Regions from separate parts of the Mus musculus genome. Here region 2 is linked to region 1. The links are chromatin contacts, called in public HiChIP or PLAC-seq maps. All regions are on one chromosome and are shown on one strand. The core of a region is the stretch at or near the end of the contact, and the rest is flanking DNA. Distances in the headings are between cores, read along the strand shown.

What was found. HiChIP or PLAC-seq counts read pairs in DNA pulled down with a chosen protein or histone mark.
Region 2: an H3K4me3 HiChIP or PLAC-seq map of embryonic limb bud shows a contact between it and region 1, with 4 times the contacts expected there. The contact joins the enhancer-like site here to the promoter of Grsf1 in region 1. A contact is called at or near these places in 9 of 39 promoter capture datasets (the 3T3-L1 cell line, 3T3-L1-derived adipocytes, the HPC-7 cell line and 4 more), 5 of 484 Hi-C or Micro-C datasets (cerebellar granule neurons, embryonic fibroblasts, nephron progenitors and 1 more) and 3 of 115 datasets of contacts at active chromatin or transcription factors (astrocytes, embryonic limb bud and forebrain).

The regions. Positions count from the first base shown.
Region 1 is chr5:88,673,823-88,679,328 of GRCm38.p6, reverse strand. Grsf1 (G-rich RNA sequence binding factor 1) reads left to right here and starts at 3,158. Exons shown (of 10, transcript NM_178700.5): 1 at 3,158-3,571; 2 at 5,480-5,506. The coding sequence starts at 3,218.
Region 2 is chr5:89,219,313-89,225,150 of GRCm38.p6, reverse strand. Slc4a4 (solute carrier family 4 (anion exchanger), member 4) reads right to left here. Exons shown (of 27, transcript NM_001359211.1): 22 at 1,887-1,955. It overlaps Gm35855 (a long non-coding RNA gene), which reads left to right. Exons shown (of 3, transcript XR_003955749.1): 1 at 1-1,425; 2 at 2,469-2,786; 3 at 3,670-3,825. Among named protein-coding and RNA genes, the nearest start is that of Gm35855, 3.6 kb to the left of the region's middle. Within about 2 kb of position 3,285, at least 39 of the 459 cell types and tissues checked have an H3K27ac peak or open chromatin away from gene starts, as enhancers often do. A contact at or near this core is called in embryonic limb bud and second pharyngeal arch cranial neural crest, where this site is marked.

The DNA of each region.
Region 1 (5,506 bases), core at 1,909-4,408:
CAAGGAAACAGGGTGACAAACCTGCCCCGGCTACACTTGAGAGACTGCAGTAGAGCCAGAAGACAGTGCTTGATGAGTGGCTTATAGATAAGATGGGTGCACTCTCTGTTTAACGATTATTTCTGTGCCTGAGCCTGCTTGGCTGTTCGGGATAACTCAGACCTCCTCAACCAAGCCCCTCCCAGTGACACTCATAACTGCATCGCATATAATGCAATCACAACTCCACGTTGTGGCCTGTACTTCCTGGATTGCCTCACCTTTTCTGGGCTTTCATTTTTATTTCTTCATCTCAGCTTTGTTCTGATCTCTGACAGCATACCATGAACAATTATGAAAGAGATTTCCATAGACTGGAGATGAGCCAGGGGTAAAAAGTGTTTGCAGTGAGTGCGCGCCCAGGGCCGGTTACAGTGGAGTTTTAAAACGTATGCATTTTTGTTTGTTTTTTGAGACAGTATTTGCTCAGACTCTGTTGGTCTCCAACTGGTACGTAGTCCAGGCTGGCCTTCAACTCCTGCTTCTGCCTGAGTGCTGGGATTAAAAGCATGTGCTACAATCAATTTTTAAAGTCTGGTGTTCCGAAACTCTATTAGTTTCAATTTACAGAACTTGTTATTTTCTCTGAAATCTAGTGCTAAGCCCATGTCTCTGTAGTTCACCCGGGGAAAGCTCTGAACATATGAGGCACACATGGCACTGCACCTGGCTGGCTGTCGGACAAAGAAATAAATCTCCAGCTTCTTTCCTTTATAATCCTCCCAACTTCCTCTAAGCGAAAAGGCTTTCTATTTGGATCCTTGGTTTTATTACTGATTAAATGCTAAAAGGTAGGCTGGGTGTGGTGGCCCATGCCTTCAATTAGGATGCAGAGGCAGGGGATTTCTTGTGAGTTGGATACTAGTCTGGTCTACACAATGAGTTCCAAAACACCCAGGGGTACAAAACAAAACAAAACCCTTACAAGCAGTATACAAACCTGTCTATGTATTTTAGTAATTTAGGGTTTTAGTATTTTGATTTATACATTTTGAATGGTTGCTGCAACTATTTTTTTTTTTTAAAGCCTGGTGCATCAGTCTGTATCTCTAAACTCAGTGCTGAGGAGGTAGAGGGACTCTGGGGAGTGTCTCTGGACAGGCGGGTCCGTGGAAAGAGTGAGCTCCGGGTTCAGTGATGACTGTCCAAAAACAAGGTAGAGAGTGACGGAGGAAGACATCTGATGTGGACCTCTGGCCTCCACAGCACACACACAAGCAGCAAGGGAATGTAATAGGAGCAGAATCTGCAATAATTCTACAAGTTTGTGTTCTGGGATAATCAGCAACGAAGGGATAGCCCATTTTCTCTCCTGAAAGCAAAGCGTAGGGTCTGTTGAGATGACTGAGTGGGTAAAGCACTTACTGCCAAGCCTGAGATCCACATGGAAGGAGGGACAGAGCACTTGCCACAGCACTGTGGGCCTGGGGACCCACGATAAACACACAGATGCAATACAAAAGAGAAACGTTTAATAGAACCAGGCTGGGAATGTATAGCTCAGTGGAAAACGTCTTACGGAGGGTTCGGGAGGCATCTCTGGTCCCCAGCCTGACAGGAAAAGAAAAACCTCTAGGGCAGAGGTTCTCAACCTGTGGGTTGAGATCTGCTCCTCAGGTGCCAACTAAGACCATGGAAAAAAGACAGATATTTACAATTCACAACAGCAGCAAAATTGCAATTATGAAGTAGCAATGAAAATACTTTTATGGTTGGGGGGGGGGCGCACCACAAGATGAGCTGTTGTAAAGATGTAGCATTCGGAAGGTTGCCAGCCACTGCTTTAGGGTTTGTGTCTCACCGAAGAAAAGAGGAAGAACCTCTTCTACACATCTCGGGTATAAAAGGAACAAGCCGGTCAGGTTTTCTATTCTTTCCTTCTTGGACAGAAATATGTTTTCATTTGTGAAATACCTGGTTTTCTTAAATCTAAAAGGAGTCCAGAGTAAACAAGCCAAAGTTTAAGCCCAACCATCTTAAATGTCTCAAAGGTAACTTATCAGAACGTAACCTTTCAAAAGTCTGTACTGGGGCTGGAGAGATGGCTTATGGGTCTAGAGTGCTGGCTGCTCTTTCAGAGGACCCAGGTTCAACTCCCACCACCTGCATGATGGCTCACTGCTGTCTCTAACTCCAGGGCCAGGGGATCCGATGCCCTTGTCTGGTCTCCGTGGCCACACCCATATATTAATACATTAAACTAATAATAAAAAAGTCCGTATTGTTTTAAGATGAATACCATAGGATGACTGCCATTACATAGTTAACTTAAAAAAAAAAGTTTTAGAGCTGGCACTGGGATAAAGGTGAAACAGTGGAAAATGTAGGCGGTTTCTTTACTTCTGGAAGTTGAACAAGAATTGAATTTCAAAAACTTTGAAATATGTTAAGATTTTCCACGATAGAGAGCCCTATATTGGTCTCCTCACCCCCACGAGGAGGTTGGGGTGATCTAAGCGATTACCCTGCCACGGAACTACACTACCCAGTCACAGAGATGCCTCCTAACCCCACCCCCGCCACAACCAATCAGCCTCTCCTTCATATTTTTACTCTAAGAACTCCCATTTGTCTTTAGTTTTTTATTTTTATTTTTTTACCTTTGACAGGTCCTTGCCACATAGGAGAAAACTGCACAACCACTCATGTATTTATTTGCAAATCTCTACACCTTCACTTGTGACTATATTGTCTAAGGAAGGCTTTATTTTATATAATATATGATAAATATTATATACATATCTCACATATACTATAAAATCAGTGCTTCCGTTCAAAACAAAGTTGGCCTTCTGCACGAATTTTGAGGTTGGGGTATCAACGCCCCCTCAGCGTCGTCCCAAAACGTTTTAGAGCTAGGTAACCCATTCCTTCCGGAAACTTCGCCGGGCCTCGGTGACCCGCAGACCTCAGCTCTAACCTGAGCAGGAGAGCCTGGGACAACTTCCACTCTGGAGGCGCTCAGGTCACCCCACCCACACCCTTACCGGCGGGAAAGCCCCGCCCCGAGGGCGGAGCCTGGGCGGGGCCGCTCGCTCACCTCCGCCTCCGAGCCTCGTCTCAGCCCCGGGTGCGCGCGGCGCATGTGCCCGGTGCCCCCTCCCCCGCCCTGGATTCCACTTCCCCTCCGCTCGCGCCACAGCGGCCACCTCCAGGCCCCGCGCCGCCTCCGGAGCCGATGGCCGGGACGCGCTGGGTGCTAGGCGCGTTGCTCCGGGGCTGCGGCTGCAACTGCAGCAGCTGCCGGCGGACCGGCGCCGCCTGCCTGCCTTTCTACTCCGCCGCCGGCACCTTCCCGTCGGGCGTCTCTGGCCGCCGCCGCCTGCTGCTACTCCTCGGGGCCGCCGCGGCCGCCGCTTCGCAGACGCGGGGCCTGCAGCTCGGGCCTGCGGCCGCCGGGAGGCTGGCGGGTCCCATCCCTGCCCGTCCCTCCGCCGCCGCGGCCGCCGCCGCGTCCTACTCGGCCCTGCGCGCCCCGCTGTTTCCGCGATCGCTGGCAGCCGCCGCGGGCCCGGCGCGGGGTTACAGTCAGGTACGTGGCGCCGCGCGCGGGACCCTCGGCGGCCGCGCGCCCGCGTCGGTCTGTCCGCGAGCGCCCCGCGTGCGCGCCCGGGGATCCGCGGCACGCACCGCACCCCCGCCTCCCTCCCGCTCCGTCCTCCTATTGGGCACGGGAACAAGGGACGCTCTCACGGCCCCGGCTCTTCTTGTTTTGTTCCCTCCGAGTCTGGGCGGTTGGGCAGTGTAAGTGTGGCTGGGGTGAATGTAGAGGCCTTGTTTCCCGCCGGGCCCATGGTAGGTTTTGGGGGCGCCGCCGACGCCCCCCACCCCGACTCCCCCCTAGCCTTATGCCCGCTGGAGGTGAAGCTGAGCGGCCAGAGCCCGCGGAGGGTCGGGGCCGGCCGTGCGTGCGGTGGGAGCGGTAGGCCGGGCGGCTCGGGCCTCCTCGGCCGGCCACCGACGCGCAGCCCCGCGCGCACGGGAGCGTGGGCTAGCCTGGGACAGCCCCCGCGCGTCCCTCTCCCTTGTCCGCGGGGAGAGGCGGGCGGTCCACCTGACTGAAGGTCACCTCTGCAAGTCCACTCGCCTTGACAGAAGGACCTTTGGTGCAGCGGGGCTCTGCGGACGCGGAGAGCTGTGGGGAGACCGTGGGAAACTGGGAGAGAACGTGTGTGTGTGGGGCGGGGGCGTCCGTGGGTGAGGACTTGGGGGCTTCGGTTGTCACTCCACGATCTTTTCCCTTGTTTCCCGTCTTTTCAGAAAGACATTGTAAGAATTCATATTGCAAATATTTGGTCCTCTGTATATGTGGGACATTTCTCTTTTGCGGTTTATGTGGCATCTGGGAAGTGTCTACCTAACCTGGTAACGCCACTGGCCATGTTTATCTTAATTTAGTTTTGCGTCTGCTTGAATTAGTGATATCTGGGTGGTTCATCTGCATGGCTGATGTCTGCCAGTAGCTGAGCTAATTGATTTGAATCCCGGCCCAATACTTTCTGCTGCACTATTTATTTATTTATTTACTTATTTATTTTGTAAAGATGTTTATGGAATTCTGGGGAAACAGAAAGTAGCAGTTTGAGCCCCCTGCCGCGCCTGTCTCTGCTGTTGCCTTTTCTGTTTTTTTCCCTTATCCACTTTCTCTTACATTAGTCTTTTCAAGGCGTTTACCCATGTCCCAATGCCTTTTTATTAACTTCCTTTGCCTACAAAGTGAAGTATCCCTTCATAGAGCCCAACACAAAATAGCCAGCTGCTGTGCCTTTTGCCTTTGGCTCTTCATTTTACTGTCCAGTTTGGGCAAATGTGTTTGCTGTTTTTCACATGCTAACACTTCCCCTCCCCTCCCAAATTGTAATGTCCTATCTTTTATATCTCCCATCTTTATTCTTTTTTTCCCCTGTAGTTTTCTATTTTTTTAATTTACAGGATTTTGTATTTTTATTATAACACTTAAGGCATCTTGTTCTGTATCTTGCCTTGTTCCAGATAATCAGTGCTTTGAGATGATGGTTTGAGGTTGTGTTTTGTGTATGGGGTGATTTTCAATTAAGCGGTATAATTTGTCATTGTATGGCTTTTAATGAAAGTACTCTTACTCCCAGGGTTTGGAAAGTAGCCCTGCCCTTAGTGGTAGTACTACCACTGGAATGTACTTGTATATCACCTTAGGATATAAAATATAAACGTAAACCAAAGCCATCCTGGTATAGCTAGCCTGGTAGCCAGCACTTGGGAGACTGTGGCAGGATGGTGGTGCATTTGGGGTAGCCTAGGCCACATGGGCGAACACTTTTCAAACGAAACAAAACCAGAGGGTGGAGAAGTGTGCTTCTCACCTCTGAAATAATCTCATCTGCATCTGTTTGTAGAGTTAAGCAGTTTTTCTAAGTAGGTTGTCAAAGAAATGTCTTTACGATTGTTTTCTTCTTGAAAGGAATCCAAAACTACCTACCTGGAAGAC
Region 2 (5,838 bases), core at 2,036-4,535, 550 kb before region 1:
TGAGAGTGGTTAACACAGTCATGTTTTGGTCAGGAATTGGAAGGATGATGGTGGATATTTGTGCCAGGAGCATCCCAGAGATGTAGTACTTAGGTGACACTATGAGGAGAGTACAATGATGCTCAGTACCTCATCCAGGGGCCTTCAGAGGGAGACGCTGCATAGACAGATGCTGAGCTGACTAATTATAAGAATTAAGGAAAAGTAAGCGACTTTATCATAACCTTCTCTGGAGCCTCTGCCTATATGATAGTTTTTGTTCTCCCTTTAGAATATATTCTTATCTATAAAGATTAGATTTCTTTTTTTTTTTTTTCCTTGCTAAACCAATCTTGTCAAAAGGGTCTAAAAGAGAAAGAATGAAGAGAAAAATAAAAAAAATTGAAAAGGTGTTTGGGACAATAATACTTAAGGAGCAACACAGTTCATTAGCTGTCCCTACAATTATTATGGGGTGATTGGCTCTTTTGTTCTCTTTATAGACAGGTATTCACCTCTAGACATTGATCAGGTCCCTGGGACACCCAACACAAACCTCTGGTTTTTGACTGGATCCTTAAGGGCAAACAAAAATTAATAACTGTTAGTCCTAGGCATCTAATGCTCATATTTTCCCATCTGGGAGAATAAGTATTCATAAACGGCAGGGAAAAATAAAATATTTTACAAAGTTGTACTTCCTAAATTACTTGGATGGCAAACCAAACCAAACCAAACAACAACAACAGCAAACAAAACAAACAAACAAACAAACAAACAAACAAAAAACAAACTGAAAAAACCCTCAGTCACCCACGCAGCCCATGAAGAAGCACTTTGTGTTTCATAACAAATATTCCGGTGTGGAAGAACCCTTCTACTGGACCAAACCCAGGAATAGTAAAGTAGCTTAGCTTTGCTTTTGGGGGGTCTGGCCATTTGCCCAGATCTATCTGACTTTAAAACCAAGTTAATATAAATGTAATAAATGAAAGCAAGGGCTGTTTTGAAGGAGTTCAAATGAATTCTTATGATGATCACAGAACACGCAGTCTTTTCCCATTAAAACATTACTGAGTGCTAAATAAGGCTGCAATTAACAGGGTGCCAGAAAGTGGCGGAACTTCCAGTTTCCTGGTGCCAATTAAATTAAACCTCCATTGAGAGACAAAGTCCCTCACAAAGTTTTTCCTAGTAAATTTTTTTAAAAAGTAGAGCATGGTGGAGGTGGGGCTGGGGGCGGGGGCGGGGGCAGAGGCGGGATGGGGGCAGGGTGGTCATTTTAACTGAAGTTGTGAACATCTGAAAGTGTTGATGAAAGCAGTAACTACTACATGGTAATTTTAATTGCTTATTGCTACAAAACTTTTCATCACTGAGTTTTAAAGGATCGCAAGCTGTCTATAAGGGGTCAGGCAAGTGCGCAAACACCGCCTTAAGAACACAGTGAGTATCTATCTTGAGATGAAATAAGGTGATGTAAGAGAGAGATGAGAAAAGAATTCAAGACAAAAAGGAAGAGCAGGAGTGTGAAAAAGGGCATGGGGAGGAAGAGGTAAAGAGGAGAAGGACTGGGACGAGCAGCAGGAGGAGGAGGGGGGGCAGGGGGAGGGGGAGGAGGAGGAGGTGGTGGTGGTGGTAATGAGAACAGCAGCTCATTTCCTCACCAAATGACATTTAGCAACCCTTTTCAGTAATGGGCATTCAGGATAACATTTGTTGACACCAGCTAGCTTTGTCGATTCCATCAGAAATGAGAAGCAGGTAAAAGGTGGAGGAAGTAGAAAATAAATGTATTTTAAAAGAGTCCCTAGTTAATGATTAGTGCCTTCATCAGAGATCGGTGACTGGACTAGTTCTGCTTTGAGAAACGCACAGGGTTTGCTCGGACTGCTGAGGAAGCTTACCTGCACACCGTTAAGTGAGGCCACCCCCATATACAGGAACACACCATACAGCACAGGCATCGGGATAAACTGGGAAGTAAACCAGTGGAAACCGGTTACAAACAACAGCGAAAAGAATTAGGAAGGGGAATAACTTAAATAAAGGCTACATCTGAAACTAAAGCACAGCATAACAGAGCAACCTCAAATGAGTGCTTTTAACTCGTCAATTGATAAGATTCTAAGCCCAGCAGTAGAAATAAATAAAGATAGAGGGAACATTCAAATAAACTTCATTTTTTTTGTTTCTTCTTTTTAAAGAATGGGCACACATGACCTCAATAATACTTTTTTTTTTTTAAATGGGGAAACTGTTTTGGCTTTCCTTTGCTCTTAAAAGCAATAGACTATGCAACCCAGATGTCTGCGTGGGATAGGAGGTACATGCAGAGGTAGCAAATGGCCTCACTCTGGATCCAAGATCCTTTTGTAACAGGCTGTTGGTTTTGTCCTTACTAATTTTGCCAAATGATCTATCAGTTCGGAGGGTAAATGCCTCTTCCAGTAAAGGAAACATCAACTGACCACCCCTTTGTCTTCTAGGGACTCTAAGAATACAAACTAATGGGAGCACGGTTTGGAAGGAGCAGGACGCATCTGGGAGCAATTAATTACACATACGGATAAGGATAATGCAAGCCTTTCAAAACTCAATTAATATGTTATGCATTATTTAGTAAAACGCCCTTTACACCAACACGAAGGTTTTTTTTTTGTTTGTTTGTTTGTTTGTTTTTTAGCAATGAGAAGTTCTAATCCAACATGTACACTTTACTTTCCCCTGAACCGGTAAAATGCAAGCAAATCACATTTGAGAATCAATATTCTAATTCCGAGAAGTCTTCTGTCTGGATGACAAAGGTATCAGCCTTGGGTTTGAAAAGAAGTTCAAGCAACTGAAGGACAAAACTAAAATACTAAAATAGAAAAGTAATTAGGGCCAGTCAGCAAATCCACATGCAGTAGACCATTTTAACCAGAAGGCGAAATATTCCTTAAAGAGCAGAACTTTAAAACTACGGCATGTATTTAATGAAGCACCATTTGTAGACCCATCTTACTGCAATTGCCTGATGCTGCTGTGCCTCGGACCTTCTGACCACACTAAAGAACTAGTGAATTCTAAAATAGACTGCCTCTGTCTCCAGTTGGTACTGGTGACTCACAGGAATGCTTAAGTTTCAATGGAGAAAATACACATCTATGAACTAACTGTCAAAGGTTTTCTCTAGAAGGGACTAACAATTGCATCGTAATGAACTTTACCCATGAGCTCAGAAAAGACCAAAAACTAAAAGGAACTGAATGCTTGAAGTGGGCAGGAGGGCAGGGCTGTAGTACCCAGCAGTGGCCACAGAGGGGTAGACATATCCCACCCAGGCCACTGGTGCTCAAACACAAGCCCCCATTTCTCTTAGCATGTGAGTGCTGATGTGACTTACAACTCTTTATGTGCATTTTCCAATAATAAATACATAAGACCAGCAAAGGATCAAATTTCCATCTCTGATTCATTTCTAAGGTATCTCTTTCCTCTCAACATGTTGTGATTTCTTTTCCATTTATTGTGTACATTCAAGCATGAGAAAGGGGTGCAGGAAAGAACAGTTGATTCGTGGAGAGCTACCTGGGTTTCCTCAGTGTTTTCTTTTTGATCTGGGTAAAGCATATCTCTGGATTAGAAGTGTCAGAAGAGTCTATCCTTCCCTGAGCTTAACTAATGATTTTTTTTTTTTTTTTGTAGTGTGTTTCTACTACTATAGCAGAGGAACACTGTGCCGGAACACTGTGCCTGGGGCCTTCTTAGATCAATTCTCTGAACTATGTTAACAAATTTCACCTGATCTATGACACAGAATGGCATGGATGGATGTAAGGAAGAAAATAACTGGGTATAGGAAGGGGTGTGTGTGTGTGTATGCACACATATGCATATATATATATATATATATGTATATATATATATGTATATATATATGTCAGTTGGAAGAAAATAGTACATAGAAGAAAATCTGTGAAGTTGACATTTCTGATCAGCTTCAACATAATACAAATGCTTATGATATTCTCATTTTCTTCACAACAATACGTATCAATACAAATCCTAGAATGAAACTCCTAACAAACCTGACAGAGTTGTTGGGGTAGAGGGTATATTTTATAGAACTTAGTTCACAGATCCTGTCAGAAGGTCAATGTGTAAAAATTATACTAGAACTACATATCAAAACAAAGTTGTCAAAGGAAGAAGAAGAAGGCTTGTAAAACGGAGAGCCACCCAGGATGTGGGAGTTCATGCTTGTTCTCTTAGCACTTAGGGGGCTGAGGCAGGAGGACTGCCATGAGTATATGAGTTCAAGGCCATCCTAGGCTAATGTGTGACAATATAAATAAATAATGAATTCTACCAAAAAAAAGTCTCTAAAAAAATGAGATCCCATGTTATAGTGGGATAATGCAGTAATAGCGGGAAATCATTTTTACAAAGCAAGGTGGTAGAAATTAAAAATATCCATTTCAGGGGCACATCCAGATAGCTAAATGGTAAACTGTGCAAACAATTATACCATCAATAATACCCAGGAAGCAAAAATAAAATAAAATAAACACAAAGAAGTATTACATTCAATAAATACTAAAAATGAAAAAGTTAAATGATTGATCCTATAATCATATAGAACAAAGAAAGTGAGGTGAAATCAAAATAAGACTTAATATCTAAATACTATGTCACCAAGTTTTTGAATTTTGGTCAGTGTATTTCTGTATTTTTCACATTGTCTTCTGGTGATTTGTCAATAGTAGTAGAACTCTCCAAGAACGAAGGATGTGAAAAGGATTTTCAATAAAAAGAGAAAACTATACTTGCCCAACACTGGATAGGAACTCAGGAAGGACTGAGATCTCTCCACGGCTTTATGGTCAAAGCAAGAGGGAATGGGTATGCTTATATGTGTGAATGTGCATATTTGTGTGTGTGTGTGTGTGTGTGTGTGTGTGTGTGTGTGTGTGCCTGTGCCTAAAGCTAAGAGTAAGGTCCTGATTAAGATGTGGGTGACAGTAGTTGAACAGACCTGGGTTTGGCTTCTAGCTACCAGCTAGCTGTAGACTGCTGAGACAACTTGTTTATTTCTCATACTCTGAGCATTCTTGTCTAGAAAGCTCCTATGATAAAGACTACATAACATCTTACCAATTAATTGATTAATATGGCAACTAACAAATGATAAATGTAGAGCTTATGCCATCCTTATCATGAAACTGTATGCAGTTCTCAACCACTGGTCTTCCTGTTTCCTCACTGGTAGGGGTGGGTAGGGTCGTGGCTTGGGGAAGAGATGCTGGGGACAGGGAGGTCTGGGTGGAAGGTCTGACCTGAAGTCCTGTTTTATCTCATTTTTAATACATTGCACTTTCAGCTAACCTGGTTTTGGCAATATGTTATTAACACAATGCCCTAACTCTCTTAAGCCTTAAAAGTCTTCACTGGTAAAGAAACCGCAGGTTCTCAGTCTGGGACAAGGTCTGAAGAGGACTTTATGAAAGTTTCATAAATTTCCCCACATAAGAAGGATTCCAAATAAGATCAAAGAATCTGGGAAAGATAATATTATGGGAAAAGAAGATAGAGATTCTTTGAAGGCTAAGTACCATGTTTTATTTTGAAGGGCATACATTACATGAGATTGGTTTTATACTAGAACATCCAGAGTTCAAATCTTGCCACCACAATACAAGCTTATTGAAGTCTAGTGACTTTTTCCTAGCTTTAGAGCGGAGGTAATTATTCATATAGTTCTCATAGGTACTGATGGCTATATTTTTAAAATCCCTAGTGACTCCTTAATCTGAGGCCAAGATCAACAGACAGCAGGTTTATCTCTACTATCATCATCTCCACTATGTTTTTCCT